Linked DNA regions of Xenopus laevis: region 1 is linked to region 2. The links are chromatin contacts, called in public Hi-C maps. All regions are on one chromosome and are shown on one strand. Each heading gives the region's core, a stretch centred on a gene start, on an enhancer-like site or on the middle of the called end of the contact. The rest is flanking DNA. Distances are from core to core; before and after follow the strand shown.

Region 1 (6,858 bases), core at 210-2,709, 200 kb before region 2:
GCGTGCAGTCTAGAGGGTGGGAAAGAAAATGGGTGGGTGAAAGAAAGGGCAGGAGGGAGGACTGGCGGGCAAGAGGGTGGCTGGTTGATTGTGGCCATAAAGTTGAAGTGCGCACCTTGACCCTTGGAAGTTCTTTTGCGGGGGAAGGGCTCTGAGTCCGAGCTCTTGTTGGAAGTTTGTGCCGTCTCATTCATATTGGTCATCTAAAAAGTCCCCCTATCCTGTACATCGTGTCGTATCCCCCCTCCCCAAGGGGGCCAACCCCCACAGTCTGGGAACAAATCATTTATAGAGATTGCTGTTTTGTAAATTATTCTAATTTACAGTTGTAAAGTAATTCCAGTAGATGAGGTGTTTCAAAACATAATGTCAAGCTCGAAGAATGTCTCCAAATGTTCTATTTATGTAACCCTGCCACCCTGTAAAAATAATCATTTACTAACAATACATGTCTAGTTACTAGATATATCCTTTGCTCAAATTGTTGACCTTTCTGAAGTCGGTCTACATCTGAAATTTCAAATGTCTAAAAACCAGGGCTTTAACTCTTAACAGACCAGTGACCTACAACTATGCATAATGTCAGACGCTGTAAATGCTGTTGTGCCATCAGACACAAGTGGCCAGTGGATGGATTAGACAGCCTTTTATCGCACTTAGCAAACTCTTGGCTGACAACTTGAAAGTCATTCTCATTAGTATTTTCAAAAGCACCAAATTGGCCATCGGTGTAAACACTTAAAGGATATTTATAAAGCTACTCCAAACTGTTTATTCTTCTTGCCCTTAAACCCTGCCCATGGCCACACTTAAATGGCACAGTCTAAACAATCAATGGCGTACTGTCACAACACAAGTCTAACCTACAGGCTTTAGGAGAAGCAAGCAAGGGCAGTCTTATTTATATTTATTTATATGACATGAGAGTATTTTTTACCACTCATACTGTTCTTTACAGATTAGTGCAGACAAGATTTTTTGATAACATGTATAAATATATATATATATATATATATATATATATATATATATATATATATATATATATATATATATATATACACACACATATAAATACACAGACTTTTTTTAATGGCTAAAATATACAAATATTTTTTTTACTCCAATGTTTATAGAAATGCAAATTCTTAATTCATACAATATAATTTGCCACTTCACAGCAGGGTACATTTTTTTTCTCATGAGTAACATAACTAGTGCCTTTTGCCCTGATTCGAAATTTGCACTGGAACGCCCCCTTATGCTTCCTCCCAATCATCTTTACCACCTGGGGTATCTCCTTGCAGCATTTCTGCTTCACTAATGACCTCCTGACAGACACCATGGGGCTTCGCCCTCAAATAGTCACACTCCCTGCCCCCAGGCACAGGGTCTGCAGTGGGTTGGGTACCCATGAAAAACTGCGGTACCCTGCGGGTTGTGGGTAGAAGTTCCAGGTGCGGTTATAAACGCGGGTCGGCGGTTCTGTGGGTTTGCGGGTCACGGGTTGGGCCGCGGGTTTTCTCAATAGTGATTTTTACTCCTTATTTCTGCTCACGCCTACTTCCGATGATGTCACTTCTGGTTTACAATGACAGCACAACCTGATTCTTGATGGTCAGCGGGTCGCGGGTCCAGGTTGCGGATAAGGTACTTGCGGATCGGGTAGCGGGTCGGAACGGGTAAAAATGCTGGTTGCGGATTCTAAAAAATGGATCTGCGCTGGACTCTAGCACAGGCATTATGACTATGTAGGCCATAGCCCCCCAAAAATCTTGCCAGCAGTTCCAACTTTTACTGCAGTTCCAATTTTTCACAGCCCCTAAATATAGTTACATAGTTTCATAGTTAAATCGGGTTAAAAAAAGACAATGTCCATCAAGTCCAACCCCTCCAAATGAAAACCCAGCATCCATACACACACCCCTCCCTACTCTCACATAAATTCTATATACCCATATCTATACTAACTATAGTGTTTAGTATTACAATAGCCTTTGATATTATGTCTGTCCAAAAAATCATCCAAGCCACTCTTAAAAGAATTAACAGAATCGGCCAATGAAGATATACATTCTCTCCACCCTCCAGAATGTGGAATAATCTTTTTGCACCTCCTCCCCCCAATAATTCTGCCACTTTATCTTTAGTTCTAAATAAATTGGATCTTTATGGCTTTTCTTATTTTTGATGGTCTGTTTGACAAAAGAGTGAAGAAATATATACATTTGTAAATTCAATAAACTAGCTTCATAGTAGGTATCAGAAATGTCGTTGCACAGGGCAGGTCAATGCACAGTTCCAGAAGTTGGCCTGTCTGTTATTCTTAACAAGGCCGGATTTACATAGTGGGCGCCCCTAGGCCCACTGCCGTTCGTCGCCCCCTGTCCCTTACCCTTTCATCATCTGGACTGGAGTAATGGGGATTGGTGCACAGAAAAATTAAAAAATGATTGTATCTCCATGGAGCGCATTCCCAGTGTTTTTGAACCAATGTGGGTGTGGTTCGGCAGCATGCCGCCCCCCTAAAATCCTGCCGCCCTAGGCCCGGGCCTAGGTGGCCTTTCCACAAATCCGGGCCTGATTCTTAATGGGATGTAAACTCCTTTGGAAGTAAGGCTTGTATTATTGGACTTTAACCTTGGTCCCTGAGATGGCACCACTAAAATATAGTATCCCTTTGGGCCCCGGCTTACACTTCCTGGAGAAGACTTCCAGAGGCCTTGGGCAAGTCTAAAAACAGTCTAACCAAAAGAAGTTCTTTCTAAAATCTACATGAGAATCTCTCTAAATCTAATCATTTTGCTGCCTATGACAAGGAGGCAGAAATCTATGGAAAGGTGGAAAAGCAAAAGGAAAGGCCCTTCCAATGGAATTGTTGTTACCAGAAGCAGACTAGTTAAAGTGCCCAGAAAGCAGTGATGCAAATTCTCTGTATATATGCAAAAAGTGCTCATTTTTTCTCTTTAAACCTGTGCATTAGATTTCCAGATAGGGTTACAGGGTGCTAGCAGAGAATACCATTGCCCACGTACAGTGTTAAATAAGTAACATAAAGCCATTAATTGTCTATTTTGCAATATTATTGAATACCATTATTCTTCAGATTCAGAAACAGACTATTTCGTGTCGCCGCGTCCCAGAACTAAGAGCCCGTCACATCCATTTAGGATATACATCTGCTGGGAAACAGCATTGCATTCAACCACTTAAACATTTAGATCATGTTCTGTTATTTTGAAGTAGGCACTGATGTTGTGGCCTTATCCCCTTATAGGCGTGAATTTTACGAGGTGCCTGTAAATGTGAAGGAAGAGAAGTGGCTAGGTTGGTGTTGACAGGCTCTCTGTGATATACGGTGTGTGACTCCTGAAAGCACATGTCTATCTCTGGTGAGTTAACACATTTTGGCAACAACTTGTACCATTTATTATCACCTTTCTATTATTATTTTTTCAAACACTGAAATATTATATTGTTACATATTCATGCAGCAAATTATATTTATTTATATGCTAATGATCCAGGCTCGATAGCTAAATAAGTCCCTAGCACATATCTTTATACTCCCTGGGGCAGTGGTTCCCAAACTGTACGGCTGGCCACTAAAGGTCATTGATCGATCACATACAGGGTTTATTTACTAAACTCCGAATGCCAAAAACCCGGAAAAAAAAAATTTAAGTATAAAATCTGAATTTTTAGTGAAAAGATCATGAAACACGCAATGGAAAGATTTCTGCATTTTTTAGAAAGTGGAATTTTTGAAAACTGGATATATTCAGTGATAGAATAAATTCCAACACTGGGCTTGATTCAAGTTAGTGAGAAAAAAAAACTCTATTGAAGACTAAGGGAAAAAGTGGAACTAAGAAGTTTTATCTCCTCGAATTGAATCTCGTTCTTGAGTTTTCACTTGGTAAAACACCAGATAACATTTTCTCACTAAATTGAATCTGGCCCATTATTTGGGAGTTTATAAGAAAAAGAAACATATGGAAAATGGAAATTTAGTGATTAAAGTATTCCTTTGAATGTCATTTTCTTTTAAAAGTGCGGCTTGTGAAAAAACGTTTGCATGAACTGTCAGCCTTTTGTTTACAGAAGAGTAGGACATTTTGTTCTCAGCACCTGATTTATTGAAATAAACAGTGTGTTATAAAGATAGTTGGAATTTATAAAATTGCCTGTGAAATATTAAATAAAATTCCTGAAAGCATAAACTCAGAATAATTCACAAGAGCTGACAAGTCTCATCTGGCCTGTAGTCAGACACCGTATTGATGTAAAACTCTTTTCCTACTACAAATAAACTCTTTCACACCTACTACAACTTCCCGTGAAGCATCAAGAGAATGGATAGTATATTAATAATGTGTGGGTTCAACAGACAAATCACCTAAACTTAAGGCATAAACATATCATGAAGAATAATGTATGCAATCCATCATGAAATCCTTTCCAAAAGTAACCAAATGGCAACTTTAACTGTAACTCTATCTTAATTGTGATGTCCTACTACATCGTACTACAAACCTTTACAATATAATGGCAGCTACAACCTTCTGTTCTGTAGAAAAGGAAGCGCACCAAGGAGATTTCCTCCCATAAAAATGTTTTATTTATATATTACACTTTTTTTCCCCGAAAAAGCCCTAATTTTTCTGATTTTTAACCAAAAAGCCTGACATTTTTGGGCTAATGTGCAGACCACAGAAACTTCCAAATTGGATAGGGACTTCTTCCCTTGACTTATATACAACCTCGGCATGTCTGAGATGGCGGATCTTTGGATTCTGACTTTTTGCATCCTCGAGGTATAACAAATCTCAAAAAATTCGAGGTTTTTTTTCCACCCAAGAATTTGGATTTTATAGTAAAAAAAAAATGGACTTTTTTAAGTTTTTTGCATTTGGACTTCAATAAATAACCCCCATAAACTTTGTTAAAGTTATTATATATATATATATCTAACCCATCTTTAGAGGATTTATTTTCCTTGTTAAACAGTTTCCCACGTGTTAAACACTACACCTCTATAATAAGAAACAGGAGATAGTTAAACAGTTCCATGGACCTGTCAGAAATATATAAATATTAAACTGTTTTATATTTTACAGCTCAAGATTAGTTTTCAGTGTGGCATTGTTTTAGTTTAATAATAAAAAAAAAAATGGAATGTGCTCTATGTATACCAACATTTGTAACCATAATACCTACATTTTTTAATGGGGCCACATTTTCTGCATCTTTTTTTTTTATTATTAATGTGCTTAAAAATGTTTTAATCTTTGCAAATGAAACTATTTTGTTGCCCCATTTTCTTGATTGCTGCTTTACAACACGTGTTATAGTCTTGCTTTCCTGGTGGCCCTTAATACTTTTAGGTTTCTTAAAGGGACAACATTTAGAACAGTAATGGTTTAGTCTCATTTTAATCATATTAATAAATAAGACAATATGAAACATCAGTAAAAAAATGTATTACAGGTATGGGACCTGTTATCCAGAATGCTCGGGACCAGGGGTTATCCAGATAACAGATCTTTCTATAATTTGGATCTTCAACCTTTAAATCTATAAAATCATGTAAAGATTAAATAAACCCAATAGGCTGGTTTTGCCACCAATAAGGATTAATTATATTTTAGTTTGGATCAAGTACAAGGTACTGTTATATTATTACAGAGAAATCATTTTTAAAAATTTGGATTATTTGGATAAAATGGAGAGATGGCCATTTTGTAATTTGGAGCTTTCTGGATAACGGGTTTCCAGATAATGGATCCCATACCTGTAGTAGCTGCACATTCGTTATGTTTTCTATCCAGAACACATTTGACTATGAATCACTTCTTTAAAGTTAGCTACATTTGTGGAGATCGTGCTCACTCCAAAAGCCGAGGAGCGTTTGCGATTTATTGCTGGGCATCATCGTTCTAACTTTTCCTGAGAATATTTTACAAACTGTAGAAATGTTGCAATGAGGAATAGGACAATAATATAAAAAATGCAGCCCTAAATCTGTTGCCACATATAAAAATCGCAGCACCGTCAGCAAGATAACAGGCAACTGAGAACACGGGGGGGGGGGGTGAATCAACAACAACAATAGGAAGGCCACGCAGTAGATACGTTTGATATTTTGATGTTATTGGAATATTCATGAATGTTTTGTTTATTTTACTCCCAAAATTAATAATGCATTTGATACATACATTCATCTAACCAATACTTGTAGCCAAATTAGCTCTGATAAAATCTGTGCAACTCTGGGTATAATTTATGAAGCTTTTAGCATGCTGCGGTTCATTAAACAGTGACTAACAAATGTTTTTTTATATAAAATGTTCTGTGTGTACTCTGGAAATGTCAATTGTCTCTTGACACAGACAGAAAGGAAAAGGTCTCGTTGAACAGGGGCCAGGTTATAACAAATGTTGTTTAATTTAATACATGACATCCTGCAAAATATTTCTCCACAAAGCAATTTAAACATGAATATATGACTTCTCCAAGCTGTACCTAGCAGCTAACATTTGTTTTTCTGACACCCGGGTCAGTCCCTTGTTTGCCTTTGTAATTATGGCTCAACTTAATAACAACAAGTAAAACGCTAACAGAAGACATACATTTTGTTTTAAAGAGAAATGTTCCATTACGTTAAATTACATATTATGTGAAATGTTTCATTCGGTTAAATTACATATTAAGAGTAATCTGCCCAGCCAAAATTAGACTGCAAATTATCTGCAAAATCACTATTAGAAACAGTATCATACAACTAGACATACAATTGTGTTGATAGTGACAAATCTTTACTTAAAGGGATACTGTCATGGGAAAAAAAATTTTTTT
Region 2 (7,280 bases), core at 3,062-5,561:
TTTCAGCAGCAAAGCACAAAATGCTCACTGAAAATGAGCCGGACGATAAAAGCGGGTCTTTACTTAAAGGGATACTGTCATGTTTTTTTCAAAACACACCGGTTAATAGTGCTGCTCCAGCAGACTTCTGCACTGAAATATGTTTTTCAAAAGCGCAAACAGATTTTTTTTTTATATTTAATTTTGAAATCTGACATGGGGCTAGGCATATTGTCAGTTTCCCAGGTGCCCCCAGTCATGTGCTCTGATAAACTTTAGGGATGCACCAAATCCAGGATTCGTTTCAGGATTCGGCCAGGATTCTGGCTTTTTCAGCAGGATTCGGACAAATCAAATCCTAATTATGGATATGCAAATTAGGGATGGGGAGGGAAATTGCGTGACTTTTTGGCACAAGGTAAGTAAAAATGTTTTCCTCTTCCCACACCTAATTTGAATATGCAAATTAGGATTCAGATTCTGTATTCTGCTGAATCTTTCTCAAAGGATTTGGGGGTTCGGCCAAATCCAAAATAGTGGATTCGATGCATCCCTAATAACCTTCAGTCACTCTTTACTGCTGTACTGCAAGATGGAGTGATATCTTCCCCCTCAGCAGCCTATCAGCAGAACATTGGGAAGGTAACCAGATAGCAACTCCCTGGTAGATTTGACAACAGCACTCAGTAGTAAAAATCCATGTCCCACTGCAACACATTCAGTTACATTGAGTAGGAGAAACAACAGTCTGCCAGAAAGCAGTTCCATCCTAGTGCTGGCTCTTTCTGAAAGCACATGGCCAGGCAAAATGACCTGAGATGGCGCCTACAAAACCAATAGTGCAACTTAAATAAATATATTCGTTGGTTCAGGAATAAAATTTTATATGGCAGAGTGAATTTTTTTGCTGCCCGCATTGAGCAACAATAAAAAAAAAGGTTTATGTTAAATGCAGTGCTCATCTTTAGATGATTTATGATGTGTTTCTGCTTAACTAGCCTGAAGTAGAAACATTCTGCAGATATCATTTCCACACTTCATTCACTATCCTTTATTACTTACTCTCTGGATTCGGCAAAACCTACACTTTTTTTTACATTTCTTTCTTATCTGGTTTATTAGCTTAAAGTACTTTTAAATTATTTTTTTAAGCTGACGTTGCAATTGGAGTCCATCCACAGCCTGATTACACATACATACGGTAGTTAATGGGCTTTTGGATCCTGGTCATCTACAACTTTGGAACTGGGCAAGCTGCTGGGGGGTTGTGAATGAACTTTATTTTGGGGGGCAGTGCCTTGTATATGGTCTCCTACATCTTCTGTTTAACTGTTCCTTGAAAAAGGTTTCCTGTATAACACAGCAAATGACTTGCTTCTGTAAAGCCACTAATTGCTAGTGTATCAAACGTTTTCCCTAAATAATCCTATGCCAAAGCAGTAAAAAAAAACAGAATAAGCAGTATAAATTGCAGCGGTCGTGCCGGAACAAATTGACACCATATTGCACAAAGAAATGAAGTGGGGGAAAGTAAGGAGGACAGATTGACACTCATGCTGGGGTGATTGGGACCATTGTTCTGAAAGTGATAAGAGTCTGGCAGACAGTGATTAAGTGTCTAAATGGGACACTGAGAAGGAATCAGGAAGATAACCTCCTGGTAAGCCAAATATATTCCCTCCTCTCATTGAATTTCAAGGTGGATTTTTTTTTTGTCTGCAGAAGAAAAAAAAACACACACAGTACAAAGTGCGTTGACATGCTAATGAATGAATACATAGTTATAAGGCTTGTACATGTGTTTTCATGCTTGTGATAAATGTGTTGTCACTTATCATTGATCTGAACGCTGGGAGGGGGGGTGAACTTTCAGATTCCAATAGTTGGGTTAGAGCAGGGATCCCCAACCTTTTTAACCGATGAGCAACATTCAGAAGTAAAAGGAGTTGGGGAGCAACACAAGCATGAAAAATGTTCTTGATGTGCCAAATAAGTGCTTTGATTGGCCATTTGGCAGCCCCTGTGTGGATTTACAGCCTACAGGAGATTCTGTTTAGCAATACTCCTGGTTTTTATACAACCAAAACTTGCCTCCAAGCCAGGAATTCAAAAATAATCACCTGATTTTGGGCCACTGGGAGCAACATCCAAGGGATTGGAGAGCAACATGTTGCTCACGAGCTACTGGTTGGGGACCACTGGGTTAGAGCAACACCAGGGGGGCAAGTAATGGTTCATGTGGGTTTTTATTTACAGCTAAAATGAACAGTATTAAAGTGTGCAAGACAAGGGAGCAGATAGAAAGGGCATCAGCAGTGGTGTAACTAGACATGACTTGGCCCCACAGCAAATTATTTTTCGGGCCCCCAAAATGTCTAGAGATTGAGCTGTTTTACCAATATTTATTGAAATTGTATATGAATTATGGCTTCTTTGGGCCCCTATACTTCCTGGGTCCCCCTGCAGCCGCTGGGTCTGCTTCCTCTGTAGTTACACCTCTGGGCAGCACCTCATTCACTGGCTCAGCAATAGAATCTTCCTTAAAGGAAAACTATACCCCCAAAATGAATATTTAAGCAACAGTTTATATCATATTAAGTGGAATATTAAAGAATCTTAACAAACTGGTATATATATTTAAGTAAATATTGTCCTTTTACATCTCTTGCCTTGAACCACCATTTTGTGATGGTCTGTGTGCTGCCTCAGAGATCACCTGACCAGAAATACTGCAGCTCTAACTGTGTAACAGGAAGAAGTGTGGAAGCAAAAGTCAGAACTCTGTTAATTGGCACCTGTGACCTAACGAGTATGGTTTGTTTCTTATGTTTGTGTGCACCGTGAATCTTACGATGCCAGGGGGGCGGCCCATATTTTTTTAAAATGGCAATTTTCTATTTAGGATTACCCAATGGCACATACTAATAGAAAAGTATATTGTTATGAAAATGGTACATGAAGCACGGTTTTTACATATGAGCTGCTTTATGCAATATATTTTTATAGAGATCTACATTGTTCGGGGGTATAAATTTCCTTTTAAACTGATTTCAGGAAGAAATTGTTTCCAGCATGAGGCAAACTAGGTGTATGCATGACCTCCTTTCCTTCGGCTCTTGTGTAGTGTCACTTTCCATGCTCAGCAGCCAGTCAGACAAGAACCTTCTTTAACCAAGATATCCTTTACCAGCCCTGTATGTTGACAATATAGCTGTCAGGCTGGCCACTCCTCGCCCTAAATAATAACTCTTAACACCCTAACCCCGACCCTTGAATGCTGAGGAGGGGGGGGAAGGAGAATAAGCCTTCCCAAATATCACTAAATATGCCAGGATTTTTTTTTAAAAAACTTTGAGGGTGCAATAAGCTTTAAGCTTCAGTCATCCACTATGTTCTACTACTTCCCTGTACAAAAAAAACCCCTATGTTCCTTTAATTAAATGTACAGGGCTTTGTAATCATTTCAGGCTTAAATCAAAGGAATAAAACATTCATTAATTTTAAAAGGAGAGAGAGAAAAGAACAATTAGCAATAGAGAAGGGGTTCCATATATCCATTATGAGCAAGCATACAGGGTGCATGGATACTTACAGTCTCTCCGCATTCCTGGGGATCCCCTTTGGCACAGTCTTTAATCCGAGCCCATGACAATCCACATTAGGGCCAGAGCATGTGCATTTGCTGGGGCAGCCACTGACCAGGGCAATAAAGGTTAATAAACTCCAGAGGCACAAGGGCAAAAAGATCCCTCTGTAAAGAGGCAGCATGATGGGCACAGCAATGTCCCCTCTTCCACAACTCAATCTGCTGGGCTTTAGCACTCTCCAAGGGGAACAGCATGTAAAGAGACCAACTGCAATGTCATGCTTGTGCTGAGGGAAGTAGCAAGAGATTCCCACTCCGCACTTTCCCTTGCAACTTGCTCACTTGTAGTAGTAGAAGTAGTAGCAGTAGTAGTAGAATAACAAAACAACAATTCTTCTTTCCTATTCCAGTTGGGGGGTGAAACAGGTATAATAAAGAGAGGAAATCAACGGGATGCAAAGGAGAACACGTTCTAGTCATGCATGTGCTGCCCTCGTGCGGTCACAGCCGGTATCGCCGCATTCTAAGGACGAGTCCGAGAGATGCCGAGTCGCTGTTTCCGAGCTGCACCCGTTGCCGGACGCGAGACTGAGGCTCGGAGCTGTTACCGACCTATTACCACTCACTTTCAAGCTCTGCCGGCGCCTGGCGCTACATTCCCTCCGCGGAGTGAGAAAGTCTAAATGAATTCACTCCTGCCCCCTCCAAAATCAGAGCGCCTCTTGCGATTGGCCAAATCGTCCAGTGACGTAGGGGAATTCTTCAGCGCCCGGGGCAGCCCGCTGCTGAGCGAGAGTACGGGGAAGGTGAGAGGAGGAGGAGGAGGAGGGTCTTTAACTTCTCAAATACTCACACTTACTTGTATATTTATTTTTATACATTTATTTATATATATATATATATATATGAGACCTGTTATCAACAATGTGCGGGAGCTGGGATTTAATGGATAATGGATCTATCCGTAATTTGGATCATCATTCCTTAAAGGGGTTGTTCTCCTTTAAGTTAACTTTTAGTAGGATGTAGAGAGGGATATTCTGAGACAATTTGCGATTGGTTTTCATTTTTCATTAATGAGTTATTTAGCTTTTTATTCAGCAGCTTTCCATTTTGCAATGTCAGCCATTTAGTGGTTAGTAGTGATGGGCGAATCTCTCCCGTTTCGCTTCGCCGGGAAAATTTGCGAATTTCCCGCAAAATTCACGAAACGGCGAAAAATTGGCAAAAAAACGTGAAATCGGAAAGTTCCCGAAACAATTGTGAAATTCTACCGTTTTTACAAAAAAATCGTGAAATTCTACTGTTTTTACGAAAAATACGTGAAATTCTACCGTTTTCACAAAAAAATTGAGAAATTCGAGCATTTTCACAAAAAAATCGAGCACTTCGAACTTTTCACGACGGTGAGAAGAGGAGGAGGATCTTTAACTTCTCAAATACTCACACACACTTACATAAATATAAAAAATTAGCGAATTTCCCGCAAAATTTGCAAAACGGCAAAAAATTAGCGCAAAAAAAGTGAAATCGGAAAGTTCCCCATAAAATCGGGAAATTCTACAGTTTTTACAAAAAAAACGTAAAATTCTACAGTTTTCACCAAAAAATAGATGAATTTGAACATTTCCACAAAAAAAATCGAGCACTTCGAACGTTTTTACGAAAAAATCGAGCAATTCGAACCTTTTCACAATAAAATCGAGCAATTCGAACCTTTTCACAGAAAAATCTTCCCCCGCAAATTCGTGCTAGGTGAATTTATTCACCCATCACTAGTGGCTAGGGTCTAAATGACCCCAGTAACCATGCATTGATTTGAGTTAGAGACTGGGATACAAATAGGAGAGGGACTGAATAAGAAAGAGGAGTCATAAAAAATAGCAACAACAATAAGGGGCAGATTTACTAAGGGTCGAATTTCGAAGTTAAAAAAACTTCGAAATTCGACTCTCGAATTGAAACCCTTCGACTTCGAATATTGAAGTCGAAGGTTTTTAACGTATTCGAACGATCGAATAGAAACCGTACGATCGAACGAATAAATAGTTCGAATCGAACGATTCAAACTATTTTATCGATCGATCAAAGGACTTCTATTCGATCAAAAAAAAAAACGTAGAAAAGTGCTGTGGAAGGTCCCCATAGGCTAACATTGCACTTCAGTAGCTTTAATTTGGCGAAGTATGAAGTCGAAGTTTTTTTTTAAAGAGGCAGTACTTCGATTATCGAATGGTCGAATATTCGAACGATTTTTACTTCGAACCGAAGTCGAAGTAAATTCGAAGGCGTAGTATCCTATTCGATGGTTGAAGTATTCAAAAAATTACTTCGAAATTCGAAAACTTTTTTAACTTCGAAAATCGACTCGAGCTTAGTAAATCTGCCCCTAAATGTGTAGCCTTACAGAGCATTTGTTTTTAGATGGAGTCAGTGACCCCCATTTGAAAGCTTGAAAGGGTCAGAAGAAGAAGAAGGCAAATCATTTCGAAAACTATAAAAAAGAAAATCCGAAAGGCCAATTCAAAAGTTGCTTAGAATTGCCAGTTCTATAATATATTTAAAGTTTAACTTAAAGGTGAACCAGCCCTTTAAAATCATGTAAACATGAAATAAACCCAATAGGCTGATTTTGCTTCCAATAGGATTAATTATATCTTAGTTTGGATCAAGTACAAGCTACTGTTTTATTATTACAGAGAAATTTTTTTGCATGAAATGGAGCTTATGAGAGATGGCCTTTCCATAATTCAGAACTTTCTGGATAACAGGTTTCCAGGATAATAGATCCTGTACCCGTATACGTAATATTTATTATGTTATATATTGGTGGGACCACAAAAAAAAAAAAGTAAAATAAGGAAAACTTAAAATCAGGGAATCAGGAAACCAGAAAATTGAGGTTTCGTTGTATTTGTTTCTAACTGATCTCCTCCTGCCAATACTCTGGTTATCACATTGGTTTCCTTCTTTTGCAATTAAAGGGGTAGTTCACCTTTAACTTTACCTTCAGTAGGTCATAGAATGGCAGATTTTTAAGTAATGTTTCAATTGGCCTTGTTTTTTTTTTGTTTTTTTTATATTTTTTGAATTATTTGCCTTCTTCTCTTTCCAGCTTTCAAATAGGGGTCACTGACCCCATCTAAAAAAAACAAAAAAAAAACAAATGCACTTTAAGGCTACAAATGTATTGTTATTGGTACTTTTTTTTAATTAATTATATATATTGGATTACTCATCTTTCTATCCAGGCCTTCTCCTATTCATATTGCAGTCTTATTCAAACCAGTGCATGGTTGCTAGGGTGATTTTGTACCCTAGCAACCATATCGCTGCGGAATAAAAAGCTAAATAACTCAAAAACCACAAATAATAAAAGATGAAAACCAATTGCAAATTGACTCAGAATAACACTCTCTACATCATACTAAGGGGCAAATGTATCAAGGGTCAAATATTGAGGGTTAATTAACCCTCGATATTCGACTGGGGAATGAAAATCCTTCGACTTCGAATATCGAAGTCAAAGGATTTTGCGCAAATAGTTCGATCGAACTTTTAAATCCTTCGAATCGAACGATTCGAAGGATTTTAATCCAACGATCGAAGGATTATCCTTCGACCAAAAAAAGATAGCCAAGCCTATGGGGACCTTCCCCATAGGCTAACATTGAGTTTGGTAGCTTTTAGGTGGCAAACTAGGGGGTCGAAGTTT

Evidence for each region. Hi-C and Micro-C count contacts between places; a contact is called where the count stands out from the background.
Region 1: a contact with region 2 is called in a Hi-C map of the XTC cell line, with 3 times the contacts expected there. The contact joins the enhancer-like site here to the promoter of LOC108710233 in region 2. A contact is called at or near these places in 2 of 4 Hi-C or Micro-C datasets (the XL177 cell line and the XTC cell line).

The regions. Positions count from the first base shown.
Region 1 is chr3L:39,743,097-39,749,954 of Xenopus_laevis_v10.1, reverse strand. All of the region lies in intron 4 of LOC108710233 (slit homolog 3 protein), which reads right to left. Among protein-coding and RNA genes, the nearest start is that of LOC108710233, 200 kb to the right of the region's middle. Within about 2 kb of position 1,459, at least 1 of the 7 cell types and tissues checked has an H3K27ac peak or open chromatin away from gene starts, as enhancers often do.
Region 2 is chr3L:39,547,638-39,554,917 of Xenopus_laevis_v10.1, reverse strand. LOC108710233 (slit homolog 3 protein) reads right to left here and starts at 4,311. Exons shown (of 36, transcript XM_041586150.1): 1 at 3,572-4,311. The coding sequence starts at 3,747.